2 separate regions of the Triticum aestivum genome follow, and region 1 is linked to region 2. The links are chromatin contacts, called in public Hi-C maps. All regions are on one chromosome and are shown on one strand. Each heading gives the region's core, a stretch centred on a gene start, on an enhancer-like site or on the middle of the called end of the contact. The rest is flanking DNA. Distances are from core to core; before and after follow the strand shown. Region 1 overlaps LOC123091520 (stress response protein nst1). Region 2 holds the start of LOC123091519.

Region 1 (6,657 bases), core at 1,038-3,537, 150 kb after region 2:
TCGAGGCCCAACACGAGTCTACAAGAATAAGTTGTGTAGTAGACATCAGTCAGCAGTGATCAACACACACGGTCCACCCAATCGAACGGCAACGTTATCGAATCCTCCAACGATCACGAAGCAAACAAACCCAACAAAAAAATCAGTGATCGGGCTTCTGCCATCTCATCAAACAGACCACACGGAGTGACCAAAGAGAAAGCTAACATTGAGAGCACAATCTTAGAAGGGCTGCAACCGACAAGAAGAGGTTCTCAATGGCTACAAGCACAAAGAGGAAGACAATGTTAGCGTGCAAAAGGCGTAGAAGGAGACAACATACAAACCTCGGCAAGACCAACTCGCATGCGGTTATGGCCTCTCCCATGAACTGGCAGACCTGCAGCTGTGCGCCGTCGTGTCGAAGAATACCCGTGTGGAAGCCACGCCCATCGCTCTGCACCTCGCCCAGCATGACACCATCGTCTTAGGCCCTGTTTGTTTGGGCTTTTGCTTCTGCTTTTGCAACTTTTTCACTTTGACAAAAAAGCTCCTAAATAGGTGCTTTTTGCTTCGGCTTTTGGCTTATGCCATCTTATAACAATATTGATTCATAAGCCAAAAGCTGAAGCAAAAAAAAAAACCTATTTAAGAGCTTTTGTGGCTTTTTTGCCAAAGTGAAAAGGCTGCAAAAGCAGAAGCAAAAGCCCAATCAAATTGGGCCTTAATCACCTCAACCAGCTGGCAGGACGATCACGACGAACAACCAAAGAGCTCACAGACCACCATCCATTGCAATTAGAGAAGAAACACACGAGAGGAAGTCGTGATGCTTTGGTAGATGTGAGGCGGCGGGGAAGAAGGAGGGAGCGACGACACGAAGATAACCCATGCATGCTGAACCGACATGAAACACATACCGATATGCGGGGCCAGCATGCCCGACCAATAGGCTCACCAATCTGAGGCGTCGACCCAACACACAGAAAGACGGAGCCAACCAATAGCCCAACCGCAAGAAACAGCCGAGTAAACCGGAGGACGTGAGATGACAGGAACAAAAGAGGGCGCGAAGATGCGAAAATACCTTCACACGCTAAACCAATATGAAACACAGGCCGACATGCGGGACCAGCAACCAGTAGCCCGCAAAAAAATGGTGCTAGTCGACCAGGCCCAACAGCGTGCAACTACCGAGCGAACGAAAACAAGCCAGCTGGACAAAGCCAACTATGATGACAAGCCGAGTAGGCAAACGGCCTACACATACCAAAAACAGATATTAAACTCGCCCCACAAACGCCAGCCGGACATAAGAGCATCTCCAGCCGTTGCGCCCCTCACCAGGCGTTTTTTCGGCCTCCTGGGAGACCCCGGCGAAATTTTTACAGCCGGGAACGAGATTCTTCCAGCCGCGCCCCTACAACTCGTCCTGCGCGCGCCTTGCAGCTCGCCACGCCCCCTGCAGCTCGGGGCCGCCCCTCGCAGCCGCCGCCGCCCACCCACGCCCCCATCCAGGAGCTAGCAGCCACGCCACGCCGCCCGGCCCTCCTCGGCCGCATCTGCCGCCACGCTCATCCCTCCCCCTCGAGGGGCTAGCGTTCCCCCGTTTGGCCGCCGTGCCGCAGCTGCTCCCCCGTCCGGCAGATGCGGCGTCGCCTCTGCTCCATCCACCTCGGGTCCGGAAGCCACGCCCCTGTCCCCGCCGCAGCTGCTCCCCCGTCCTTCACGGCCGTCGCTGGAGCGCGGGGACGGGACCGGCGACTGCTTCCACACGGCCAGCGGCGACGTGCCGTTGGCGTCGGCCTTGCCGTTGCGCCCCTTGGCATCGCTGGCATCCGCGGACGCGTTGCGGATGTTGCACTCGAAGTGCGGGTGCAGAAGATGTCGAGGAGCCCCTCGTCCCTGTCCGCGCCGACTGTGCGCCGGCCGCGGCTCAGCGCGTAGGTGGCCTGCAGCGGGCGGCTGGAGGCCGACGTGCCCGGTCCTTCGAGCCGCCCCCTGCAGCACGCGGCCGACCCGGCCCTGGAGCTCGTCCCCGCTCCCTGGCCCCGCACCGTGAGCTCGCCCGTGTCTAGCGTGGAGGAGCGGCAGCGGCGAGCAGGAAGAGCAGGGTGCGGGCGGCGTGTGCGCCATTTCCACCGGCGCTGTGCGCGGCGAGGCGAGGGCGGCTGCGAGCCGGGCGCAGCGAGGCGAGGGCGGCGGCGTGCCGGGCGCTGCGAGGCGAGAGAAGGAGAAGAGAGAGGAGTCGCAGAGAGGATGGGTGTGTGGAGGGGAGCACGTGGGTGGGCCAGGGAGGGAAAGAGATGGGAGAGGAAAGAGACGCTGCCAGGTGGGTCAGCTCGTGTAAAACAGCGAATTAAGCCCCCCGGGTGCCCCCCAGGTTTCTGGGATCGCGTTGGGGTTGCCGGCTCTGTTTTCGGCTATATCTGTGCTAAACAAGCTCATGGGGGCGTGAGAGAAACTTTTTTCGCCCGCCGGCGATGAAAAAACGCTCCTGGGGGCCTTCTCAGGGAGGCGGCTGGAGATGCTCTAACTCGCAGCAGCAGCCATCAGATCAGAAAAAGTCTCACCGCGCCCGGGCAAACCCACCCCCTGCACCACCCGTCATAGACCACGAGGCGGATCGCTCGTGCACGCGCTATCCAGGCAAATCAGACGGCGCAGAGAGCCCCTGAGGCATGCCACCTAGGAACAGAAAGCACAAAGGCGCTCTTCACCCTCGAAGGCGGGTACTCCAGTACTTATAGGAATAATTCCTTCATTTTGGAATCTCGCGAGTCGGAAGACCTTTAGCACATACTCCCTCCGTCCTTTAAAAAGTGTACATCCAATTTTCTTGAAAAGTCAAACTTTTTTATATTTGACCGTGTCTATATAATAATACATCAACATTTATGCCATCAAATTAGCAGCATTAGATTCGTGATAAAATATACTTTGTCATATACCTATTTGATTTCACAAATATTGATATATTTTTGCACAAATTCGGTCAATCTTTGAGATAGTTTGATCCTCCAACAAAGTTGGAAGTACACTCTTTAAAGGACGGAGGGAGTAATATGCACTTGCTCTAGACTCGGTATTTGCTTCACTGTCAAAAGATAACAGGCTTTACTGTTGTCATCTAAATTATCCAAGATATCAAAAGATAACTCTAGTTTTCACTGCAAATTTTAGAACACCTCTCATGGAAATATTAAATAAGGTAGGATGCATGCAGATTAAACAAAATTTGCAGGACCATCTACCATCACTGAGATGAAACACAAAAAGGGTAAAATAGAAATTCCTGGATAAGATGCACCGAGGGAGATAATGCCAGCAGCTCCAGCTAGCGGGCAAGTGACCTACAACAAACCTGATGATCTCTCACCGTCAGACTGCAAGGGTAAGAACGAATCAGATCGGCCAGCGATGCAATGCCCGCTCTCAATGAATTCAAGCCGCATTTTGCATTAAACCCACGAGATACTACGCCACTCAAAAACATCAGGTGAGCGCAACATAACACGTGAGGATATCACTAAATAAAAGGGCTATGTTTCGTTTTGGCGCAAAGGAATACAGTCTGGTCCAACATATCTCCTCAACTCCCTAAACTAGAAGGTGGGAGGCAAGGGAAGGGAGCCTTGGCTCAGGCAATGTCATTTTGTAGGTTCCATGCTGTCTCTTTTTTGATCGAACGACCAAACTGACTGCGTATCAGGATTAGTTGGAAATAAGCCAGCATGCGCTCCAGTCGGTGAGTGGATTTGACTTGCTCCCTGAGGTCCATTCAGCACCAGATCCTCCCTGCATTAATTAGTCATAACAAGGCATGAGTTTCTATTTTATAAACAAGCATAACACTCCTAATAATCCGATGACACAGGTAAACAATTAAATGGCCCTAATATTTTTTTACTAGTAGTTTTAAGATAATTTTCTCGGCATTAGAGTGCTTACAAGGATCAAAGTATCTACCACAAGACAAATAGCCTCACATTCAAGTGAAGAACAGAACACCACAGTCAAGAAAAAACTAATCTTCAGGTACTGTAAAGTGATGGTGAATGATTAACTTAAACCCCTATATGTAACCTGGTCAATGCAGACAACCTTCATCAGACCTAGTAAATATTGATGGTTTGTGTATATCTGTAACTCTCATCACAGTGAATATTGCTGTATGGGCGCAAAATCGAATACACAAGATACTTGTCCAAGCTAAGTTACATAATTAAATCCAGTAAGCATAAATTAATATATACCCTAGAGATAGCGCTATTTCAAAACTGTTCTGTTCCTGCCATTAGCCACCTCTGTACCAACCCAACAGCATTGCTACTCTGACCTCCAGAAAAACGGTAAGAGAAGGAGCAATTTTCAACACAACGAAAAACCAGATGAACAAAATCATGATATTCTCAACCTTGGCCCCGAAAATCTGAGCTGAAAAGTTTGCACACAGAAACTAGTTTAACATGAATGACAACTACAAATTGCCAAAGATTCTGAATTGATATCCATAATAAGTTCTTAATACCAGCCATACACACAGGTATAAGAGCTAGCTCCGCCGAATTGGAGTTGTCGTTGGCTAAAGGACTCGAGAATGGAACCAAGTTTGTTAGACATTAGACCAGTTGCACCATCCCTACGAAGTACACTAGCATGACCAAATTGATCTAGCTAAGCTAAGATTATACTCATTTTGTGTTTCTAGAAGTTGCCTCCACAACCATTTTTTACAAGAAAGGCATGTCTCACCAATGCAAGCGGGGAAACAAAACAAGTTATCAAGTTCAAAGATGCCTCACTCACAAGTCACAACAAGGCCAACATGTAAGAAGGTACTCCCTCCATCCGAAAAAGCTTGTCCTAAGCTTGTCCCTCAAATGGATGTATCTAGCACTTGATGCTAGATACATCCATTTGAGGGACAAGCTTTTTGGGACGGAGGGAGTAACTAACTACCACTAGTGAATTGCAATGTATAAAAAAACAAAAGACACCCAGAATGTCAAAAGCTATATGCTAGCAAACTATCAGTTCTTGAAGGTCACGGAATAAATCCACAATGAAATATATAAACAACAATCCTCAAGCCATCATTCAGAAGTTCAAAGGTTGTGGCACTGTACAATCTAAAGCAAATGAATGATTCATTTCATTTGGTTGATACCCAATTTCATGAGATATTAACATGTCCTAACTTCTAAAGTGAGCATATTGTCGTGATCCCTTATATGCAAGGAATATGTAATCCTTACATGAGGTACGCTGGTAAAGTAAACCTAAACTACATGATACCAGATCGTTTGCAAAATTTATGGCATGTTTTGACTGCCCAAAAATGAGTTCCACACAAATTTCTTGTAGAATCCTTTGTTAGTGGTTAAATCACAATCATAAGAAAGTTCTTTGATAGATGAATGGCAGTTATGTCCATTTGTGTAAAATAGCATATGCCATATGTATTATTATTGGATTAATTCTTCGTCAAAGCTGGTAGTCAAAATATGTCTTACGTCTTGCAACAGAGGAATTATCAAACACAATTTTTTATATATATTTACTTGCAACAAGCCAACAAACAAAACAACCGTACAAGACACAGAAATGCACATGCTGAAGTTTTAAGCCAAAAGACACTGAATCATTTCACTGAGCACAGTAAGCAGTAACCAAGCATCATCTATCCACTCCACTTCACAACTTTTCATTCAAAGTACAAAGACTTGATGGCTGGCAGGCACTTCAGTAAACAGTATTTTATTTACAATTTGTGCTACTAGCCTACTACGCTGAAAAACGAATTACTGCTAAGTCTCTTCAAATAAATGGAAATAATATTTATGATCTACAATAGATTTGAAAGTAGTCTTGACTAACAAGTACACATAATATGTTGTGTCATGTCCAGGTTTAAGACTTAAGAGTTGGACTAGGGCCTAACCTGCCAAACACCCTGGGGTTACAGAGGGTCAAGTTAATCCAGGTCAAAATCCGTCCAACCCCCTTAACCTGGGATTCAACTAAGGCATCAAAATGATCAAATAGACTGACCAACATGAAATCAACTCTTGTAAATTCTATTTTCCTACTAGAGACCCAGCTAACCAATCGAATTGCATGATTGATTCATCACGCAAGAAAAACCACCGGATTGCATGTAAAGTAACATATTTCGTTATTTCTGATACACAAGATTTATATAAAATTTCACTCAAACTGTAAAATTTACTGGTGCTTATACTAGTTCAAAGACCGAAAGATCTTCCACATATTTTTTACAACACAAGATGACACTCAGACTTGGTTGCACTGCATACCAAGCAATGCCTTTTACTTCTAATTGCCTTGGTTATCTATCTGTTCAGTAAATATAACAAAAATGTCTGGGTTGAAAACTATAAAAATAAACTGCAACAGTTACACACACAAACACGGGCATATATATATAAACTCTGTAAATGTCCATATGAGAGTATCAATATCGTATGAGTTTTCAGCACTTGGATTCTTATATGTACTGATACATAAAGCTATACTCAGTAGTGAACCAGACCACCTGAATCACAAATTCATAATCAAGCTAACACAGCTCACAAAACAAATCATTATCAAATGACCAATAATGACAGAAGACAATGCGGCAGAAGATTTAGAAGAGAATTAAAGAGAACAACG
Region 2 (7,344 bases), core at 1,568-4,067:
TTTTGCTGTAGGAACCTACGGCTGGAAATAGCTGGCCTGAAGCATTTTCAGGGCAAAATAAAAAATTAAATTAAAAGGAATTTAACAAGCAATCACGAGGTCATGGAAGTTATTATGACTACACTATGTTTACATTTTACGATCCTCGATGCCTTCTTATTTGATCCGGCCATGACTTTTAAGGTTTAACTTTCCCTTTGAATTTGATCAATTGAACTTGCACTACAACTTATTTCCCAAATTAGAGAACTTAAGCTTGAGCAGCCTATTCAAGTCATTTCTCTCTGACCTACTATAATTATGTAGAGCATTGCGGTTCTAAGTTTTCACATGCAGAATCGTCAGATGCAAGATGCCCGATCACCTCGACCTGAGAGGCGTATATGTGTGCATTAATTAAGCGCTTATGTGGAAGAAAGTTAAACTGGTAAAGCAAACCTACAGTTGAGAACATAAATTGAATCCCCTGATCCCTTTCTGTACCCAAAAAGACTCTTTCATCCAAGGAGATATAGGAACAAAATTTATCCTGATTAACGGGGAAGTCTATGTAAATAGAAAGACAGATTTATGGTAAACAGTAACAGTGGACACATGTTGTCGGGACCCAAACATCATCTTCATTCAGTAAAGTGGCTACATGACAAATCAAAGTCAAGAATCTAATGGGCCATCAGACTCAACTGCATAGGGGAAAAAATATGGACACCCATATTTATATTCCATTGAACATTAAAAAAATAGCATCAGGAGGCCATCAAAATTATTATGACTTCACTATGCATAGAAAAGGAACATCGAAAAAATATCAAGAAAAATCGCAGCCCAAGATATCACTTAAACCTGCATCACAACCAAAAAAGAGATGAATTATAGCATGCCAAACCTCCACATCATTAATTTGTTCACACGGTGGTGCTTCAAAAAAAGGAGGGAAATATATATCCATGTTTTGTTTAGTTCACAAAACTTGGCACCATATTGCTAGATTATTCTCTGTCAAGATTACGTCGCACACAATTTGAAATGAACATTCATTGTGTGCCTTTGGGTATTGCAGAGATTGATCTAATGAAATTGATCACCTTAAGTCTGATTTAAAGCTAACAAAAATCACAATAACACAACAGAACATAAGTTAGTGTGTCTCTGATTAACTTAGAAACAAACCTCAATGACCAGATCCATTTTTGTATTTTTAGTACAGTAATATTAGCCACAACACAAACACCAAAAAGGGTAGTTCTGGAAAGGCTTTCTAAGAATCAGAATTGTTTGGGAAACACCAAAATCTTTTTTGTGGCTGAATTTTTTTCTCAAATCTTAATAGATGTGTACTTTTCACCTTTTTTTAAGGAATTCATATTTGTAGTACAGCAGTAGCCACAGCCAAACAGCGAGCCAGTCATTATCAGAACATTCAGTCTTACACTACTTTGTAGAAGCAAAATTTCACCCATTTGGTAACTTATCGACTTTAATAAATGAATTGGACTCTGTCCTACAAGAACATGGCCCATCACTTGGCATAAAGCCATAAACACATCGAAACAGTTCTGGGCTGATTCGACTTGAACCGGAAGATAAACAGAGGAGAGGAGGAATTCTTTCTACAAGACTTGGAAGATTCAACTAGATGACAGCAAGGTAGAAGAACTCCTGGCCATCAGCACCTCATCTTCCCTGGCTTCGCCTTCCATGTGTGATTTAGCAAGAGTCGAGCAAAGGATCTGGTGTTTACAGAGCGGACAAGGTGAAAGGAGAGGTTTTTGGGTCTGCCGATGAACTGTTCATATCGTGGCAAGGCGCAAAGACGAGAGCAGAAAACATAAAGCTAAGGAAAGCCTTTAGTCCCAAACAAGTTGGGGTAGGCTAGAGGTGAAACCCATAAGGTCTCACAACCAACTCGTGGTTCTGGAAACAATGCAAGATAGGGAAAACTATGGTTTTATTCATATCGTGCCGCCCTCCACCCACTCTCCGGCTTACATACTGCCGTGAGCCACGATATTACAGGAAACAACTATAGTACTAAGCACTAACTGAAAATGACCAGGCTAGCTAACTGAAGAAACTGACTGACATGACCATGCTAGCTAACTGAAGAAAGTGAGTGACATTCCAGCACATCCCCCCTTGACTTCTGACTTGATTACTTGTGGTAGCCTCGCCTCCTCGACGCCGCAGTGTTCCGACATTACCAGAAAAAATAAGAGAAAATAGGTTATTCATATGATCTAGAAAGAATACTCTGCAATCCAATAGACACGAACAGGCTGACCTTCTTCAGAGACTTGGGCAAGCAGGCCTCAGGATTTAGCATCGATGGACTAGAAGATGGTGAAGTAAACCAGCTCCTCGACAGACAAAGCCTCGCGCTCCAGAATGCCTTCGTCTTCTTCCGCGGCAACCTGCTGAACCGCCTCCTCGGCACGGCAGTCCGGCGCCTCCGTCATCACGATGCAGCCGCGGCGGCAGGAAGAGGAAGCCGGACCTCGCCGGCGGCGCAGGGCGAGCCTGCGGTCGGAGACCGCCGACGACCATCCACGGGCCTCGGACTCGTCGGCGAGGACGAGATCCTCGTCGGCGGATCTCTTCTTCCCGGCGAGCGAGAGCTGGTCCACCAACGTGAGCGTCACGCTCATGCCATGGATGTCGACGCACGCCATATCCGGCACCGGCGGATGAATCGGCGAAATCGAAATCAAAAGTGGATCTTTGGAGCAGCAAAGGGCGCGGGAGGAAGAAAGAGCGAGGGAAAGGGGATTAGGTCAGGTATTTGGGATTTATCGATCTGAAATACGCCTCTTGCGTAGAATACAAGCTAATACGACTTCGTTATGCCGTATAAATTACGCGTCGAATACGACTTCGTTATACCGTACGCGCGTGAGGCTTATCCGCGGCCCGTACTTGGGCCGGCCGGCCCATATCGGATAGGCTGTTTCTTCGGTTTTTCTTTTTCTTCGTTTCCTTTTCCCTTTCTTTTTTATTTTTATTTTCTTTTTATATTATACTAAAAGTTCACCATGTGTTACGAAACTTTTTATCGTATATTAAGAAAATGTTCACCATATATTAAAAAAAGTTCATGTGCATCATAAAAATATTCATCATATGCTAAAAAATTCTTGAACATATTCTACAAAAAAGTTCAATATGTATTTTGAAAACGCTCAGATACCACTAAAAGATTGTCGGCGTATTTTTAAAAGGTTCAAAGCATATTTTCAAAATGTTCAGCGCACATTATGTATTGAAAACCGTTCACCGTACATGTTTAACAGGTCTTTGGAACGTATGCTTTGATGTCTACTTTTTCATATACATTGTACATGATTCATATACACCTGATATATTTTTTATGCCCATCAAATATTTTTCAATACCTGATTAACATTTTTCTTCAAACACATGGTTTTAAGTTTAGGTTTGAATACGATTAAACATTTTTTTCAAATACATGTTGGAATATATTTTTGAATGAGATCAAGTTTTTTCAGACTATCCTAACAGTTTGTATTGCATTAACATTTTTTCAAATATATTTGTTGATGTCTATCTTTTTATATAGGCTATACATTTTTCATATACATCAGAAACAGTTTTATATACATGTTTACATTTTTTAAATGCATGATTAACATTTTTTGCAAACTATATATGTTTGAATATGTGTTACTTTTTTCTTCAAATTCAGGGTTTTATTCATTTCAAGTAATTTTATTTTTAAAAATATGAACAAAAGAAAAAAAAACTCATGTAGTTGCACACCTGATGTATACATGTGTTGACTTAGATTTAGCTACGCACTGGAGGAGGGCGAGCCGCGAGTGAGGGAGCTTCCGGCGTTTTTTGACCGGGGCTATGTGTTGTACGGTTCAGGCGAGCGCCTCTTCCAACTCGCGTGAAGCGATATATAGGCATGCACATACCTGTGTCGCTCTACGATTCCATAACCAAGAGAAACGTGCTGGCAAGATGGGCTGCGACAGGGCCAAGATGCAACACGAGCAAAAAGGTAGGAAAACAAATCAGGCATCCACCCGTCATGGACTTTTCAGCCGGATCGCCTGGGTTGAGTCGTCCGGGCAGATCGGACGGCCCGAAGCCTCCCCGAGGCTCCCGCGGCTAGCCATCCAGCAACAGACGACAAGGAGGCTCTGCTCACGCGTGGAGAGCACAGGGAGGGGGGGTACTCCACCATCCTTTATAGGAGTAATGCCTTTCAGTTATGAGGTTCATAAGTTGAATAGAACACGACACTACATGATGTTGAAGTACAAGACATACAATAGGAGGCTAATCTTGATTTTAGCCTAATGTTGTGCTAATTCTATAGAGGTTTTATTTTAGGATAAAGTTTGTGAAGAGGAGATAAAAGGATATGATAAGAACACATGTTACTAGAGGATCCGATATGACACGGAGGCTAACCTTGATTTTAGTCTACTGTTGTGATAATTCTATAGGGGTTTTATTTCAGGATAAAGCTTGTGAAGAGGAGATAAAAGGATATGATAAGAACATATGTTACTAGAGGGGGATCCGATCGAGTGAAGTTATTAATGGAGTAAACGTTTGCTCCGCTATAGGTGGCCGCTGTTATGACCGGCATATTAGGGGCTTAGCCCAGTTAGTTGTGGCCTAGTTTATCTATGATAGCATGGCTCAATAGGGATGATAGACTACTCATATCAATAAGGAATTCCCTCTTTTCCAGGAGCCCATTCGGAAAGAAATCAAACGTTAAGCGTGCTCGGCTTGGAGTAATTTCAGGATGGGTGACCGACCTGGAAGTTGCTCCCGGGTGCGCATGAGTGAGGACAAAGTGCGTAGAAAAGACTAGTATTGATCTGTGGGGCCGGTCTAGATCCCGCCAGGAGTAACGACCACCGGCGGGTGTGTCCAAGGCGTTACAAGTTGGTATCAGAGCCAACCCTCATGGTTACACGGATGTTGGCGGACAGGTGCACGGTCATGTTGTTCATGACGTTTGTGACCCGTTGTGGCACACGGCATGGCACATGTATCGGACTGGATGCACAGATGTATGTGCCAAGAAGGAATGTTCCTGTGGCCTGACGAGGACGTCGGTTCTTCTGAGTGGGGGTGTATGTGATAGCCTGGCTTAATAGGGATGATAGACTACTCATATCAATAAGGAATTCCTTCTTTTCCGGGAGCTCATTCGAAAATAATTTCAAAGTTAAGCGTGCTCGGCTTGGAGTAATTTCAGGATGGGTGACCGACCGGCAAGTTGCTCCCGGGTGCGCACGAGTGAGGACAAAGTGCGCAGAAAAGACTAGTATTGATCTATGGGGGCAGTCTTGATCCCGCCAGGAGTAACGACCACCGGCGGGTGTGTCCGGGGGGTTACATTATCTTATCCTTATTAGGGGCTTAGCCCAATCATCTTATTAGGAGGATTATATAAACTCGTGTAAGGACCCATTTTGGGATTAAGCAAGAAGCAATCATATTTGCTCGGCTTCCTTAGGGAACCGGGAGACCTAACCCTAGCCGTCGCTGCGCTCTCTCTCTCTCCCTCTCTCTCTCGCGTGCGCGCGCACACGCAACGATGGCGCCCCAGCGCCGGTGACCACGCCTTCCTCCATGCCATCCCTCCTTCCGCCCCTACAACCTGAGACCACGCCCTGGTAGGGATCCGATTCCTACCAATTTGGTATTAGATAGCTTCGGTGCGATCATGTCCTTGTCGCCGCCCACCCCGACCCTTCCGCTGCCAACCGCGACGACCGCCCCGATGGCCACCACGGCCAGCGCCCTACTCTTGCCGGTGCCAGTCACCTCTGTCGCACCCGTCCCCGTCGCATTCACCCCGGAGGAGATGACGACTGCCATCCGGAATCTCACCCAGGCGGTCATGGGTATCTACACGTTCCTCGCGAGATCCTATGAGCCGCAGCCGCCTGTGCCCTTCGCCAGCGCCCCGCCGCCGCAGCAGCCGTCGTGGTAGCCGCCATGCAGCAGCTGCCGTGGCAGCCGCCACCAGCGATGAACCCCGGCGCCTCCACCATGCAGCAGGGGCAACAGCTACAGCCGTCGCCACCAGCGACCGCGGCCCTGGGCATCCCAACGACGGGCCCGGGGGTGCCCATCCACCAGGTCCAGTTTCCCCCGTAGTCGTCTCCGTTACCGGGCTGGCTCGCTGGGTCCCTTGCGCCGGTCTACACGATGGCCTTGGTCGGGCCACACATGCTGCCTCCGTCGGCGACGCACCCAGCCATGTAGTTTGGCGGGTCCTCGGGCTACGCTGAACCCTTCGCCAACGTCGATGGGCCCCTGTTCCAGGGCGACACCCTGATGCCCGCCTACTCGGCCCCGTCATCCTTGTTGCGCCGTGCTGACAAGGCGCACCCACCCGTCGTCCACTTCCAGACATCGCCGGGATTCTCCAAGCTGGAGTTTGCGACCTATGACTACACCGTCGACCCCCTGAATTGGCTCAACCAATGCGACCAATTTTTTAGGGGACAACACATGCTCGTGTCTGACCGCACCTGGATCGCCTCGTATGATCTCCGAGGAGCCGCGCAGACGTGGTGCTACGCCCTCGAACAGGACGAGGGCGGCATGCCACCATGGGAGCACTTCCGTGAATTGTGCCTCTTGCGCTTTGGTCCGCCTATACGCAGGAGCCGTCTGGCGAAGCTTGGACGTCTTCCATTCCTCACCTAGGCGCAAGACTTCGCCGACCGCTTCCAGGCACTGGTGTGCCATGCCCCGGGCGTTTTGGCTCGTCAGCAGGATGAGCTCTTCATCAGCGGCTTATCTAATCACATTCGCATGGACGTGGAGGTGTTGTAACGCCCCGGATACAACTTTCCATATTCGTAACTCCGACTCTTGCCATTTCCGGCTATGTGATTTATTATTTCCTCCGTGGTTGGGTTTTTGTCTGTTGTTTTGCATTTTGTTCTTATTATGCATCTCGTCTCATAGCATCATGCGCATTGCATCGGCATCGTTTTCATAAAACTTGCATCCGTCCGGGTTTCCCCGGTTCTCTCCGTTGTCCGTTCTGAGCCCGACCAGACTCGCACGCGCCCGCGGCACCTCCAAAATATTATTTTATAAGTGGCATAAAAATGTTCTCGGGATGGGTTGCAACTTGTCGTGCGGTCTTATTATGGTGTAGACAGGCCGCCTGCCAAGTTTCGTTGCATTCGGAGTCCGTTTGACTGCCCAACCGTTAAATATAACCGCGATATAGTCGGTATATTCGTCGGACGTTTCGGTCTCTGAAACAGTTGTCGGGCTGCATTTCTCCTCTCTCTCCTATCAGCCTAAGCCTCTCTCTCACACAGCCCACTAGCCCAC

What was found. Hi-C and Micro-C count contacts between places; a contact is called where the count stands out from the background.
Region 1: a contact with region 2 is called in a Hi-C map of leaf, with 6 times the contacts expected there. The contact joins the enhancer-like site here to the promoter of LOC123091519 in region 2. A contact is called at or near these places in 2 of 5 Hi-C or Micro-C datasets (both in leaf).

Annotation. Positions count from the first base shown.
Region 1 is chr4B:143,695,129-143,701,785 of IWGSC CS RefSeq v2.1, forward strand. It overlaps LOC123091520 (stress response protein nst1), which reads right to left. Exons shown (of 3, transcript XM_044513055.1): 3 at 3,480-3,777. The coding sequence ends at 3,630. Among protein-coding and RNA genes, the nearest start is that of LOC123091520, 6.2 kb to the right of the region's middle. Within about 2 kb of position 2,288, at least 3 of the 8 cell types and tissues checked have an H3K27ac peak or open chromatin away from gene starts, as enhancers often do. A contact at or near this core is called in leaf, where this site is marked.
Region 2 is chr4B:143,544,743-143,552,086 of IWGSC CS RefSeq v2.1, forward strand. LOC123091519 reads right to left here and starts at 2,818. Exons shown (of 2, transcript XM_044513054.1): 1 at 2,084-2,818. The coding sequence starts at 2,669. The coding sequence ends at 2,331.